4 separate regions of the Mus musculus genome follow, and regions 2, 3 and 4 are each linked to region 1. The links are chromatin contacts, called in public Hi-C and HiChIP or PLAC-seq maps. All regions are on one chromosome and are shown on one strand. The core of a region is the stretch at or near the end of the contact, and the rest is flanking DNA. Distances in the headings are between cores, read along the strand shown. Region 1 overlaps Slc8a1 (solute carrier family 8 (sodium/calcium exchanger), member 1). Region 2 has its middle 44 kb from the start of Slc8a1. Region 3 overlaps Slc8a1 (solute carrier family 8 (sodium/calcium exchanger), member 1). Region 4 overlaps Slc8a1 (solute carrier family 8 (sodium/calcium exchanger), member 1).

Region 1 (3,343 bases), core at 257-2,756:
GTTATCCATGAAGATAAAAATGATTTCACAGACAGTGCATTTAAACAGAAAATACTAGTTGCGAAAGTCATTATGGAGTTGTCATGATTTAGAATGCTCTGTAGTCATTATGAGATGATACATGTATTTTTTAAAAAATTGTCTCTATAAATAGTATTGAAATGAGGAAATTCTTTCTGGAGATACACATTTTAATTACTTATTTAGTACTGTGCCATAAAGCTGTCTATGTGTGATGCATGATAAGGGCAGCCTTAGAACCCACTGGATGATTTTGATTACAAGAATAAAATATAGCACCACAAATGTGGTGAATCATGAAATATTGATACTAGATTTTATTATGTCCCACATAGTGAAAATATGATAAAAAAAACCATCTTATAAATTAAATATAATTTGATAGTCCTCTTCTAATACAACCATTTTGGTCTTAGCCCCTCCACCAGTTCTGTACTTACTAAATCCATTAAACCATGAGGTAGCTTTCATTAAGTCTTAAGGGGGTAAATTGTTTTACTGCAACTTTTTAAACAGCTCACTACTGTGAGCAGGAAGTGGAAGGAAGATCGTGAAACAGCCTGAGGAAACAAAGGTGCTGGTGGCAAGAAGGGGGCCATCTTAGTTCCTGGGAGCCATCTTGAAAACTTGAGTACTATAGAACTTGTACATCCCTGAGTCTTAGCCAGGTAATCTTGCAATTTATTCTGTTTTGTCAAGAAAAAAGGACAGGCCTCCATCTACCTCCATCCACCTCCATCCACTCTCCTCAGTCATCCATCAGATCGATCAGCAGCAGCACAATCTCTCCTTCCTCTATGGCGACATAAAATATTAAATGGTTCTAGGGGGAACAAAACGCTTAAGGTGATTTCGTTCTCAACTAAAAATTGCCAAGGGCTGAAGAAGAAGGACTGTCTGTCACACATTCTTTCAAGGACAACTCCTTGTTCAGAGATATGCAATATATAAAGGCTGATGGCCAGCTCCTAAGGTGACTTGGGAGTACTTACTGAGAAGGGGCTATACACAAACCCAATGGTCTTTCTGTGAAAATCTCCTATCAGGATTAAGATATATCAAAGTCATGTAGTTAAACAACTTCTACCTCCTCATGAGACTTTAGAGAAGATTTTTCTCTTTTAATCCATTTATGACTTGGTAGATTCTTTCAACTCTCCATTAACTATGTGACTCTTGGCTAGATGTTAAATTACACATTTTCTACACCAAGGAGTGGAAACCCTAGGAGTAGTTAATGTGCACTTAAAATACCTATTATTTCTTCTGTCCACATGTTCAGATAATATGTGGCATATAAAATTTATTCCATAATGTATATAATTCAAACTTTTGCTGTAAAATTAACTAGGGAAGGCCAAAAATCTGCTTCTGTACAGAATGCTCAAAAGGTTTGCAGAAGCCTGGTGAGTCACAGGGAAGTGGGTAAAACTGAATTAGCATAAGCCTAAACTTTCGCTTTCTCCTTTATGGTATGCGTTCCCTGAATCTAAACTCTTTTACTTCTCTTTTTTACAGAACAAGACAACCAAAAGCAAGTCACATAATCACAGAGGTAGTTGACAAAACAAGAAATGGAGAAAACAGAAACTCATGGTTTTCTATTGCTCTAGAAACCCTTTAGGCCAGGCTGACGCCCACACATTTGGGGATGGATGTCACTTAACTGAACCCTGCCCCTCCTCTTTGGCTTCTCATAGGACTGTTGGTGTCACTTCTACTGTTTTATAAGATTTATAATTATAAAGTTGTAAGAAAAGTGAGCTTTTTTTCAAGTGTTTACTGAACTGAGGGTTGATACTCCCCTTGTCCCTGCTAGAAACTATGCTGACAGACACAGACGTCAGGAGCAAACTCCAGAACGGCAAACAGCATTCCCCACACAATTCTGGATCCCCATGTTCAGAGCATGACATATGAACACAGGATCCATAACTGTCTGAGGTTGGACAAAGGCGACTTGTATTCCAATAAATGATCATTTCTTGCTGGATGGCTTGGATCACATTTCTTAGTCTCTAAGAAGCAGAGTTCTACATCTAAACAAATAGACCTAAAAACTTGCAAGGTCTCTTTTGCATATCAAGATGTAGCTTGACTGTCCTCTTTACCTTAGAACAAAGTGGGATAGTTTTTGTTTTTTGTTTTATTTTTTTAATCTCTATGTAGTTTTCTGAAAGAAATTTAAAATAGACTTTTCAATGTGTTTGGATCTCCTGAGATTATGAGATTAAATCATTGTTTTGTGTCTAATTTGTGTAAAACAGGTTCTTACTCATATATCTAAGGACTTAATCTCTTTTTTTTTCCGAGACAGGGTTTTTCTGTATAGCCCTGGCTGTTCTGGAACTCACTCTGTAAACCAGGCTGGCCTCGAACTCAGAAATCCACTTGCCTTTGCCTCCTGAGTGCTGGGATTAAAGGCATGTGCCACCACGTCCGGCTTAGGACTTAATCTTCTTAATACCAATCATATATAAGTTTAGAAAAAATATTTTCTCAAGCTATTTAACATATATGAATACAAATTCTAAAGCCCAAAACGACTTCTCAGCAAGTGTTCTGATTGTAGCATCTGCGGATAAAAAAAATCAGGATAAATGCATCTTTAATGACTCATCCCCAACACCAGAGGATAGGTTCTGGTTTTGAAATATTCAAGCTGGATGATTCTGTCCCAAACCAACAGGAAGATGCATGGTTTAAGTGTGAGCTTCATGGGAACACAGATATTGGTAAATGCATATTCTAAAAGGGCTACAGTGTCTTTCTATTTACAGAGGCTAGCCAGTGTGTAGGTGGTAGAAATAGCACACACTTATCAAACAATAATTGACTACTTTGTCCAATAGATTGCTCCTTCTGTCCACCCTCCTATTAGGAACCACACTGTTAGGCTGTTTTCTTCTCATAAATAGATTTGGTTATAGGCTTGGAAAACTGCCTATGCTATTTTTAGCAGCTTTAACTTAATGGAGTTTAATGAAGGAATCCCTCTGTTTTTCTATAACAAGTCCTTTACCAATCCCCATAAACCAAGGAGCATAACAATGGATACATTTAAGAAAAAAGTATAATAAACTTTCACCTATCTATTGTTCCTTCAGCTGGAGAATTATGGTAATCTTATTTTAAACATTTATTCTCAATTAATACTGTCACTATTTTTTGAAAAAAAAAATAGTAGATGATGTCAACATTTTGTTCACCATTTGCTAACTCTTAAGCTGGTAAGAGTGTTTCTACACCAGGGAACTGTTTTAAGGAGGACATGAGAGACAAAGCAATACAGATGAAAGCTGCCAGGATTTGTATGAACTTG
Region 2 (3,343 bases), core at 443-2,942, 250 kb after region 1:
ATGTGCTTTCAGCATCAAGTCATCAAATACTGATATTGTCCCCCTTAAATTAGTTGACCTTTAAAAACTATTACTGCTTGCTTCCGTGTGTGTGTGTGTGTGTGTGTGTGTGTGTGTGTGTGTGTGTGTGTGTGTGCGCGCGCACGCGTGCAGGCACACACACACAAATATATATAAGTGTGCATAGGTTCACATGCCATCATAGACACATGGACGTCAAAGGACATTTTTGTGGTACTTTAGTTTTTTTTTTTTTTTTCAGCATAGTCTTTTTTTATAATAGATTTCTAGTTTTATTTATTTTATTTTTTTACTCAAAAATCTGTTGGTCAACCCATAAAGAAACACTGAGAGTGCCATTTAAGCTTGTATCTTTATGAAAAACATATTCTTAACCACCTGCAGAAGTATTCTGGGAAGTACAATGGGTCTATACATTTGCATACATGATCTGTTTTGCCTGTTGTCTCATTCCTCTCTGTGTCGGTGCCACTCCCTTTATCTCCAGCTACATGTTCTAAGCAGCCTGCTTATGCTGGGGCTCCTTGAATGTCCACATAAACTCTTCTGCCCCCAGAGAGCTGGGTCTGGGGGTTCGTTCTTGAAGAATCAGGTATTCAAGGAAAGGAATATGAAAAATAAAGAGTACAAAATTATCCATGTGTGTTGAAACTCTGAAAGTGTAAAATGTCTAACTGTGACTACTTATGTTCACTACCCCTGATAAGTATGGCTAAGGTTAAATATGCCCACCTTGGTAGAGATGCAGGCACTCATGAGTCACACGACCTTCTCAAGGTCAGACCATTTGGAAACGTTCCAAGCTTTGAGTTTCTAAATGGAGCTCCAGAATTCTTTCCACTACTTCATTCCCAACATCTCTATTCTGGGACTACTATCAGGAGTGCCTGAACGTGTCTTTGGGAATCTCTGTCACTCACTTAAGAACTCTGTAAGGTGGTTTGATTAAAGAAGCAGGAGCGCGCTGGAAGCTTTGATAGGCAACTAGGGATACTGCAGTCTAACAAGTAGGGTGGAAGGACTTAGAAAATCTCTTTCCCTCTCCAAAAGCAGCATTTCCAGAATTGCAAGGGGTTTCTCACAGCAGTATGAGATGAACAGGGAAGCTTGTATCTTGTTCCCGTACTCATAAAGATGATTTTGTTCAGTAAAAACACCCCCATGTCAGTGGTGAGGGAGAGATTCCATGATGTTCTCTGAGAAGTGCATGTAGCAGGTAGGATGCCAGGCATCAGGCCACACTGACTTAAACTGCCTGGAAGGTTGCTGGCACAAGGCGTGAGATGCTCTTGTTAAGGAAGTTACAACACCAAGTCACATTCTAGTCATTTAGGGGTTAGTGAAAAGTGCATTTCTGACTTCTGATTTCCCATTTTAGATCGAATAAGTCTGACTCTAATGAGCAAAGTCCTATGGTTTCTATAAAAGTTCTCAAGGTGGATCTAATGGGTCGTCAGCTGACATATGTTTACTTGTAACATCAACTGTCTTGGGTCATCTAAGTATGAAAGACTACATCAATGACCACAGATTAGTGTATATACTTCTGGGCGTATTATCAATAGCTCCTGGATTGTGTCTCCTGTTCCTTTGGATGGTGACTGTATTCATAACCATGCCATATTATTCTGCTACGTCATGCCACATCCTTCCTGTGGTAAGTGAACAGAAGGAACGATGACTCAAGAGCTGGCCCTAGGTCCAAGTCACACAGTGCAGGGAAGAAACCAGTGTTCATCCTTGTTACTGTGTCTCAGTTACTGTGGCTGCTCTGCTCTTTCTCTGTTTCCTTAACCGTTTCTGTTTCCATATGCTCCATCTTATCACATCTTCTATGCTTTTCAACCTACTTTCCTTTATTCCTTTGATATTATTATATGTGGAATGTCTGTATAAGTATGTGTGTGTGTGTGTGTGTGTGTGTGTGTATTTACATGTCTGTGTACATGTGTGTGTATGTATGTGGTTTGTCTGTGTAGATATTCATGTGTGTGGATATATATATATATATATATATATATATATATATATACATACATACATATATATACATATATATATATATATATATATATATGTGTGTGTGTGTGTGTGTGTGTGTGTGTGTGTGTGTGTGTATCTGTGTACATATTCGTGTCTCTGTGTGTGTGGTGTCTGCACGCATGCATGTGTGTGTGTTTGTGTGTGAGTGTAGGTAAGAGTGTCACTGGCTGTTTTATTCAGCCACTTTCAACCTTTTTTCTTTATTCTTGAGAATCATTCAAGCATACAATTAGATGCAATTATATATACCCATATCCCCCTCCCAACTCCTCCTCATATCTACTTTCATTGTGTCTCTCTTACAACTTCATATCTGTTTTTTATTCTTCCTTCCACAGGTGCATTTTTAAAATTCTCTCCCAACAGTTATCAGTTACCAGTAGTTCATTGTTCCTCTCTAAAAGCCCCATGCTGGGATTCTGTGTGTCTTGAACTTGCACAGGTCTTATGACTACAGTGAACTCATATGTGTTCTGTTGTGTCCAGAAAACAATAAATCAAAACAAAAATGATTTCTTTAAGACCAGACATGACTGGCCTTTGGCACTTATTATCTTTCTGAATCTTCTTCCACATAGATCCCTGATCCTTGGGTGGAGGGTGTGAAATAGGTGTCACAGTTAGGTCTGCGCATGCTATAGTCTATGTACATTATCATTTTCCACAGTACCTATTTTATCTTATCTTGTGAGTTTCTCTATCTGCCCTCCTTTACTATTTTCATTGTATGTGTGGTATGTCTGTGTACATGTTTATATGTGTGGCTGTGTTGCTCAGATACATCACTTCAGTCACTTTCTACCTTACTCCTTTATTCTTGAGAAGTTCTCATGGAAATACAACTAGATATAGTCATATATACCCCACCTCCACCTCCTCCTCCTATTTAATCTGCACATCTTCCCCCACTCTAACACTCTAACTTCAATTCTTCTTCCTCTTCTTCTTCCTCTTCTTCTTCTTCTTCTTCTTCTTCTTCTTCTTCTTCTTCTTCTTCTTCTTCTTCTTCTTCTTCTTCTTCTTCTTCTTCTTCTTCTTCTTCTTCTTTTTGATTATTCTTTCTCCACTAATCAGCTGCTAATAGCTCTTTACAAAGGGATGTGTGGTGGAAGTCATCTACCCCATCTCTGCCAAGATTATGGCTAACTTTATTTTTACAGGTCTTGTGCAGAAAGAACCACAGCTGGCATGAATTCATGAATGTGATAGCTACAGTCTTGTACAAAAGACAGCATTTCAGAACACACCTCTCCATCTTCTAGCTGGCTCATATTATTTC
Region 3 (3,343 bases), core at 328-2,827, 180 kb after region 1:
TATCAGCCTCTTCTACCTGACCTTAGATCTGCACGCGTGCTAAGTCAGATCATGTGAAACACTGTTCTGCCGTGAGATGTATTTCCTTTTCTAACAAATTATTCTCAAATTCCACAATGTCTTTATATGTATACTGCTATATGTTTGGTTCTTGAAATTGTTCCATTTTCAATAGATACTCAGGCTAGCATCGGTGAGTAGGGAAAAATATCTAAAATAGATAAGAGCCAGGAAAATATGTCCCAAAGACTCATAAATGAGATCCTGTGTTAATATCTTCTCATATATTTTATATAACATACCCAATTCAATAGCAGTTGCGTGAATCCTTATTAAGAAGTTGTTACAACTTGACCTAGTATTATTAAATATCTACACTGTTTTTTCTATAATATAATTAAGATGCATTTTGCATAGGAAACATTGTGGGCTATCAAGTGTTTCATGACCTATGACATAAACAAACATTTATTAAGGCTTTTCTGGACACCATCCTATTAGAGATTCATTTCTTATCACTTGGAACTTACCCTTTCATATCTGAGAACTAAAACATTGTAGATGGTTACACATGTTTGTCCCAAGGTATCCTTGACATTGTACTGTTTATAGAGAACAGCAGAAGAAAACCTACCCCTCTCTCCAGCTCTCCACTTAAGTTGAGTCTAGTTCACTTTGTTCTATAACAATCTGTCTCCATGCTGAGCTGCCTTTTAAAAAATGCTTCCTTCAGACTGCTTTGTGAAGCTTAACTTTCCCATAGCTTTGGAGAAGAAAAGTGGGAATTTAGACACAGCAGAAGGAAACAGGTTAGTTTTGACTCAAAAGAGGGGAACCAGCAGCTATCTGCAGGTGCTTCTTTAAAAGTAAATAAACCCCCCAACTCTCACTACTGCGATGTCTATTAGGACTCCAGGGAGAGGCGACCAAGGAAAGAAGCCTTTTGGAGTATCTGCTGATCTAGACCAGTTTTCCCACTGCTGTCCAGAGCTTAGCTCATGCCCAAGCACCTTTTCAAGGTCCAATAAGTAAATTGTTAATGGAGAGATAACACCATCTTAATCTCCTATAGGCCTTTATGGAAAAAAAAAGATTCAGCTAGTCCCAGGGAAAGAGAGTTTAGAAAATAATGACAAGTGAGGTTAAAAGGTTTAAGGGCAGCTGACTGCATATCTCCTGCTAAGTTTAGCATTAACTTTTAGAAAGGAATGAGCATTCACATAAAAGTACTTCTTTTAGAAACAACAGCAGTTAAAGGGTGGAAAAACCAGGAAGCTGAAGGTCTTTGTTATTGGTGTGTGACCTGCAATATGATAGAGTGTCTGTCCAGCCTTCCTGGCTACCACAAGGGGGACACCTTTAGTGGGCAAAATGAAAGAAAGAGAAGCCTTTTTAGTTCATAATCCACCTCCCACCAATATGCTGCAAGAGCTGGGGAGGGAAGGTGGGAGGGAGGGTAAAATCCTAAGGAAGTGCCATGGGGTGGAGTTTTGGACATTCAAGTCCCTTAATACTATCTCAGGACTGAGTCTCAGCCTCTGATTTCATTGGTGTGAAAACAGATGTTCTGGAAAGGAGACTGCAAGGCTGGTTCCCAAGATCACTATTTGTGGTTGTTTTTCCGACAAGTGGAATGAGCCTGTTCCCTTTTAACAGACAAAAGGGAAGTCACATATGACAAAGCACTTTTGCTTAAAAACAGCCTCTGTGTGTGTGTGTGTGTGTGTGTGTGTGTGTGTGTGTGTGTGTGTGTGTATCTGTATCTGCATTTATGTTCTAAAGTAATATAACAAAAACAGGTGAGAGAGGAAAAGAAGAAGAAAAAAGCTGAGTTGCTTTGAGCTAATAATCTAATTCATAATTTGGTATGTCCTACCCTAAAATATCTCTTGTTGAAGGTTCACCCGAGGTCTTTCCTTGTACCACCAAACTAATTATTATTATTATTATTATTATTATTATTATTATTATTAATTTTATTGTCAGATTTCTTCAAATCATGCTTGCGTTGTAGGAGTTTTAAGTCACCAGATATCTACTCATGGTGATATTTTAGTAAGAGTCAAGAAAGTTATAAAATGCTTTGGGACTGATCTGTCTGCCTTTTGTGGGTTTCTACATAGCTATTAAAGATGATGAGCCTGCCAGGAAGGATAATATATTGGGTTTGGAAGCCAATCACACAAAGTAATTATTGTGGTTACACTAATATGCTATGATACTAACTGCTGTTTGTGGACTGAGAGAAAGAGCACTGGTTATAGAGTAGGCATTATCTCAGGCAAGTGTTGCATGGGCCTCTGGAAGGTAATGGAGTCAGTTTGCCATGGACAGGAAATTTGGACTCAGAGAACTGATCAAGCCTGTGCAAGTTGACACATTGTCGGTAATCTATAAGAGAATCATGATTGCAGTGTTTCCTCTCTGTCCATGTTCCCTGTCTATACAACCAGGAAATAAGCCACCTCAGGTGTTCTGTACCTGAAGAGATGGCATGAGCCTTGTAAATCAAAACAGTAAATGCCTCTGCTTTAAAGTGAGCACGCCACATAGAGTAGGTAGAGAATGGGAAACTGAGTCCTCCAAGAGCACTGCAGAAGCACAGGACTGTTCTCTTCCCAGGATTCTGTCTATGCCTTATCACCAACATAAAGGTTTTTTCCTCCCTTTTCTAACATCAGCCTCTGAAGATACCAGAGCAGCTTCTATTTCTTACACCTGAGTACCAATACTGTGGCATACTGAATGGTTGGGAATCTGGGAATCAAGAAAGATATAAAATGATTTGCAACTGATCCATCTGTCTCCAGTGGGTGCCTACAGAGCTATTGAAGATGGTGGGCCTGCAAGAATAGATAATATGTTGGGTTTACTTTTGGACTGAGGACACTTTGTTTGGAGAGTACTGGGCAGGGAGAAGCACAAAGTCCAAAGAACAAATATCCATCTCTTCCCATTTGAGCGGGGTCTCTATGTCTGTGGACTTAGAGTTAGCAAGAGGATCAGAAGGCTTGCTAGCGGAGTTCTCACAGACCAATAAGCCCTAACCTAGCACCATTAAAACAGTCCCCCAGATTCCCAAGGAGCTGGCATGGTATTAGGCTACTGAAAAGTCATTCTACACACTTTATAGCCCCTGTAAAGAGAGGGAGGCTCTCTTCCTCACATGACATACTCCAAACATTTTTACATGGTGTCATTAAGTCTATGCTGAACATGAAAGAGAAATGTATAGTTGGCTCCCTTAACCATCTAGAAATTCTTATGATAAGTTTGATGAGAACTCTGCAGAAGATTTTCTTTTCCCTCATGAGACTGGTGAAATTGTATGTATGTTATTTAC
Region 4 (3,343 bases), core at 545-3,044, 130 kb after region 1:
AAAACAAAACAAAAAATATTTATGTTTTGGGAAGAAAGATAGAAAGATTCATAAGGATAAAATTCTCGAATTTTGCCCAACACACAAAAACTTCAGCTCTGAGGGAGAGTCATTTCTGCTCTATAGGAGGTGAGGCTCCTGAGATGTGGCACCTTTCCAAACTCTCTGATGCCACCTATAGTGAAGTCTACAAAGCAAGTGTCACTTTGGGAGCAGAATAAGCAGCCTGATGACCGAAACCTGCTATGAGGCTTGGATACTCTATACTAAGGAATGAACACAACCAGAAAGAGGCCCTAAGTCCTGTGTGTTAGTGAGGTGTGCAGAGGAGAATGCATGAGAGCCATCAATGATAAATAAACTACCTAAAGTGTACCAAGGGATGCCCAGTGTAGCATCATACCTAAAATCCCAGGAATCTGGAGGCACAGGTAGGAGACTTCAAGGGGTATGGAGTCCCTTGGGCTCCATGGTGAGAATTTATCTCTAAAACCAAGTAAAAAGTAAACCAAGAAGTGCATTGACTAGTGGCCTACCCTTTCTCCTTGCCTCTGACCATTGCAGTGACTTCATGATGAATCTTACCTTCCAGTGTAAAATGCATTTGGGAAATGCCGAAAGCTACTATTGATCCCAACTCTATAGTGTACATACACAGTCCTGAATGAGTGCAGGGCAGATCAAGTGCTATGGAGACATTCATGACATTGTTCTATGGCTGTCCTTGCCATAAAATGCTTAGAACATGTTTTACTTGGTCAAAATGACTCAGCTTATTGGTTTTCTAAACCCCTTTACCTCTTTGTGATGACCCCCAAATCCCCTTTCCTCTCCTCGACGAGGTCAGAGGCCAAGCTTCTCCTTCCTCTGCAGTCCAGATCCTATCTTACTCAGCCATGGTATTTCATCTATGAGATCATGGCAAGAAGAACTAAATCCAGAACATGGCTTTTGTAGTCTTTTATTGACCCACAGCTAAGTCATTCAACTGCACAATAGTCTTCACCTTTAAATGCATTTTTATGCTTCTTTGCTGGACACTTAGAAGCATCAAATAGGTATATGTATGTATATATATGTATATATATGCATATGTGTGTGCATGTGTGCATATATATACATATACATATGCATGCACACAAACATACACACACACACACACACACACACACACACACACATACACACATATATACCAGCTTGTCTAGATAATGACATGACAAGTGTTCAACAAATGTGAAATGGCTTGCCTTTCCATGTGTCTTTTACACAACCTGAGTGCTCAGTAGACACCATGGTTGGATTAGTGGAAGGTGGTGAATCACTCACTGGTTGTCTTGCTGTTTTGACTTGATCTCACATTAGATTCAGCAAAGACATTATTTGTAACTTAGTTTGCAATGGCATGGAATCTACAGAGTGATTATCCCATCTTTTAAGATAGCCTCTGATAGAGACATTAATTTTTTCCAAGATCTCTTGAATGTGCAGGGAACTGTTTATCTGAATTGGCATCGAGCAACTGTTGTCTAGGTGACTGGTGGAAAGGTTACAATACAGCGCCTTCAGGATTTTGAGACTGTCAGTCTGCTCTAGAGAAAATACTTTGCCCATTTCTCAGAAGCCTTACAAAGGCTAACTTCTTAAGAAAAGAACCAAAGGTTGCTTCAGGGTAAAACCTTAGTATAGGAATCCACATTTGCCTGCTTCTGGTTTCTCTCCGGTGACTGACCTCTTATTCAAGAGCTCTGCTCCCAGGCCCTTGGCTCCCTACGCTTCCCTATCAGAACAGTCTCAAGAGGGCATTCAGTGGGCAGAAACACAGTTTTAACTCTTCCACTTCCTCTTTGTCTTGCTGTGTCCCAGGTCCTCGGGACTTTTTGAGAGCTGATTGCATAAAGCTTTTCAAATTCACAAATCGACATATACTAATGGCTTGTGTAGATTCACACATAGTATATGTTCACATATTGACATATACTAATGGCTTGTGTAGATTCACACATAGTATATGTTCACATATTGACATATACTAATGGCTTGTGTAGATTCACACAGTATATGTTCACATATTGACATATACTAATGGCTTGTGTAGATTCACACATAGTATATGTTCACATATTGACATATACTAATGGCTTGTGTAGATTCACACATAGTATATGTTCACATATTGACATATACTAATGGCTTGTGTAGATTCACACAGTATATGTTCACATATTGACATATACTAATGGCTTGTGTAGATTCACACATAGTATATGTTCACATATTGACATATACTAATGGCTTGTGTAGATTCACACATAGTATATGTTCACATATTAACATATACTAATGGTTTGTGTAGATTCACACATAGTACCTCTTTGTTGAGCAATACCTCTGCATTTTGTTAGGGATTTGGTCAGAATTCTTCACTCAGATGAGTGACCTTCATACTAATGGTTTCAGATTCTATGTTGGCCAGTGGATAAAGGCTTTGAACCCATGAATGTTTTACCAGACTCAAACAACTTATTATAGATGATGCACTAGCCCTCAGCCACAAAAAGAGTTTCCATGCTTCACTTGTCAGACAGGACATTCCCTTCCTTCTTTGAAAACTGAGCAGGAAGTAAGGATGCCTGTAATTTGAACCTTCTTGTTGCATTCTGGACTAGAAGCACCAAGGACCCAAAAACCAAAGGACAGGTGTAAATGTGAGGGCGAAGCAATCAGATTCCAAACAGAGTTGCCAGGGAAGAGAGCAGTGTGAGCTCTGTGAAATCAAGGCACTCTCTACTTGTGTTCTAAACTCCTTCCGTGAAAGCATACAGTAAGCACTCACCCTGGAAGTCTCCACATCAGACAGTGGGCTGTCACTACTACTCCATGGTTAGTTTAAAGTTTCAACACGATGCACATGTACACATGAGAAGCTAGAGGCTGCAGGAAAGAGAGAGGAAGAATAGAGAAGGGGAAAGAGAGGGATTGCCAGAGGAAGGAGAAAGAGAGGGAGGAGAGGGAGAGAGAGGGAGAGAGAGAGAGAGAGAGAGAGAGAGAGAGAGAGAGAGAGAGAGAGAGAGAGAGATTGAGAGAGAAATAATCCTACTGCATTTAATGAGGCCCCACTGGACTAGCCCTAAGTTTAAATCAAAATCCCAAAGGCAAAAGCTGAAAGCTCACATTTCCCGAGTCTGGTCTATCCCAACGGGTCGGAAAACACCTGACATCTACTTCCCCTACATCTAAGAGACATCTCCCAGGAGCCAGAACCATTTTGTTCAGAGGGAAAAGTGGGAACAGGTAGTGTTGTAACCCACTGGCCTGGTTAGCCTTAGTTGCTACTGAGAAT

Evidence for each region. A called contact is a pair of places that touch in the nucleus more often than the background predicts. HiChIP or PLAC-seq counts read pairs in DNA pulled down with a chosen protein or histone mark.
Region 2: an H3K27ac HiChIP or PLAC-seq map of bone marrow-derived dendritic cells shows a contact between it and region 1, with 4 times the contacts expected there. The contact joins two enhancer-like sites. A contact is called at or near these places in 3 of 484 Hi-C or Micro-C datasets (adipose-derived mesenchymal stem cells, bone marrow-derived macrophages and macrophages) and 1 of 115 datasets of contacts at active chromatin or transcription factors (bone marrow-derived dendritic cells).
Region 3: a contact with region 1 is called in a Hi-C map of conventional dendritic cells, with 6 times the contacts expected there. The contact joins two enhancer-like sites. A contact is called at or near these places in 4 of 484 Hi-C or Micro-C datasets (bone marrow-derived macrophages, conventional dendritic cells, liver and 1 more).
Region 4: an H3K4me3 HiChIP or PLAC-seq map of bone marrow-derived macrophages shows a contact between it and region 1, with 4 times the contacts expected there. The contact joins two enhancer-like sites. A contact is called at or near these places in 15 of 484 Hi-C or Micro-C datasets (bone marrow-derived macrophages, cerebellum, cerebral cortex and 8 more), 8 of 115 datasets of contacts at active chromatin or transcription factors (bone marrow-derived dendritic cells, bone marrow-derived macrophages, embryonic forebrain and 2 more) and 3 of 9 other capture datasets (adipose tissue, liver and pancreatic islet).

Annotation. Positions count from the first base shown.
Region 1 is chr17:81,534,820-81,538,162 of GRCm38.p6, forward strand. The region is part of intron 2 of Slc8a1 (solute carrier family 8 (sodium/calcium exchanger), member 1); the gene reads right to left. Among named protein-coding and RNA genes, the nearest start is that of Slc8a1, 200 kb to the right of the region's middle. Within about 2 kb of position 1,507, at least 45 of the 459 cell types and tissues checked have an H3K27ac peak or open chromatin away from gene starts, as enhancers often do. A contact at or near this core is called in bone marrow-derived dendritic cells, bone marrow-derived macrophages, conventional dendritic cells and 2 more, where this site is marked.
Region 2 is chr17:81,780,824-81,784,166 of GRCm38.p6, forward strand. No RefSeq gene overlaps it. Among named protein-coding and RNA genes, the nearest start is that of Slc8a1, 44 kb to the left of the region's middle. Within about 2 kb of position 1,693, at least 26 of the 459 cell types and tissues checked have an H3K27ac peak or open chromatin away from gene starts, as enhancers often do. A contact at or near this core is called in bone marrow-derived dendritic cells, where this site is marked.
Region 3 is chr17:81,711,009-81,714,351 of GRCm38.p6, forward strand. All of the region lies in intron 1 of Slc8a1 (solute carrier family 8 (sodium/calcium exchanger), member 1), which reads right to left. Among named protein-coding and RNA genes, the nearest start is that of Slc8a1, 26 kb to the right of the region's middle. Within about 2 kb of position 1,578, at least 58 of the 459 cell types and tissues checked have an H3K27ac peak or open chromatin away from gene starts, as enhancers often do. A contact at or near this core is called in bone marrow-derived macrophages, conventional dendritic cells and macrophages, where this site is marked.
Region 4 is chr17:81,663,322-81,666,664 of GRCm38.p6, forward strand. All of the region lies in intron 1 of Slc8a1 (solute carrier family 8 (sodium/calcium exchanger), member 1), which reads right to left. Among named protein-coding and RNA genes, the nearest start is that of Slc8a1, 73 kb to the right of the region's middle. Within about 2 kb of position 1,795, at least 13 of the 459 cell types and tissues checked have an H3K27ac peak or open chromatin away from gene starts, as enhancers often do. A contact at or near this core is called in bone marrow-derived dendritic cells, bone marrow-derived macrophages and microglia, where this site is marked.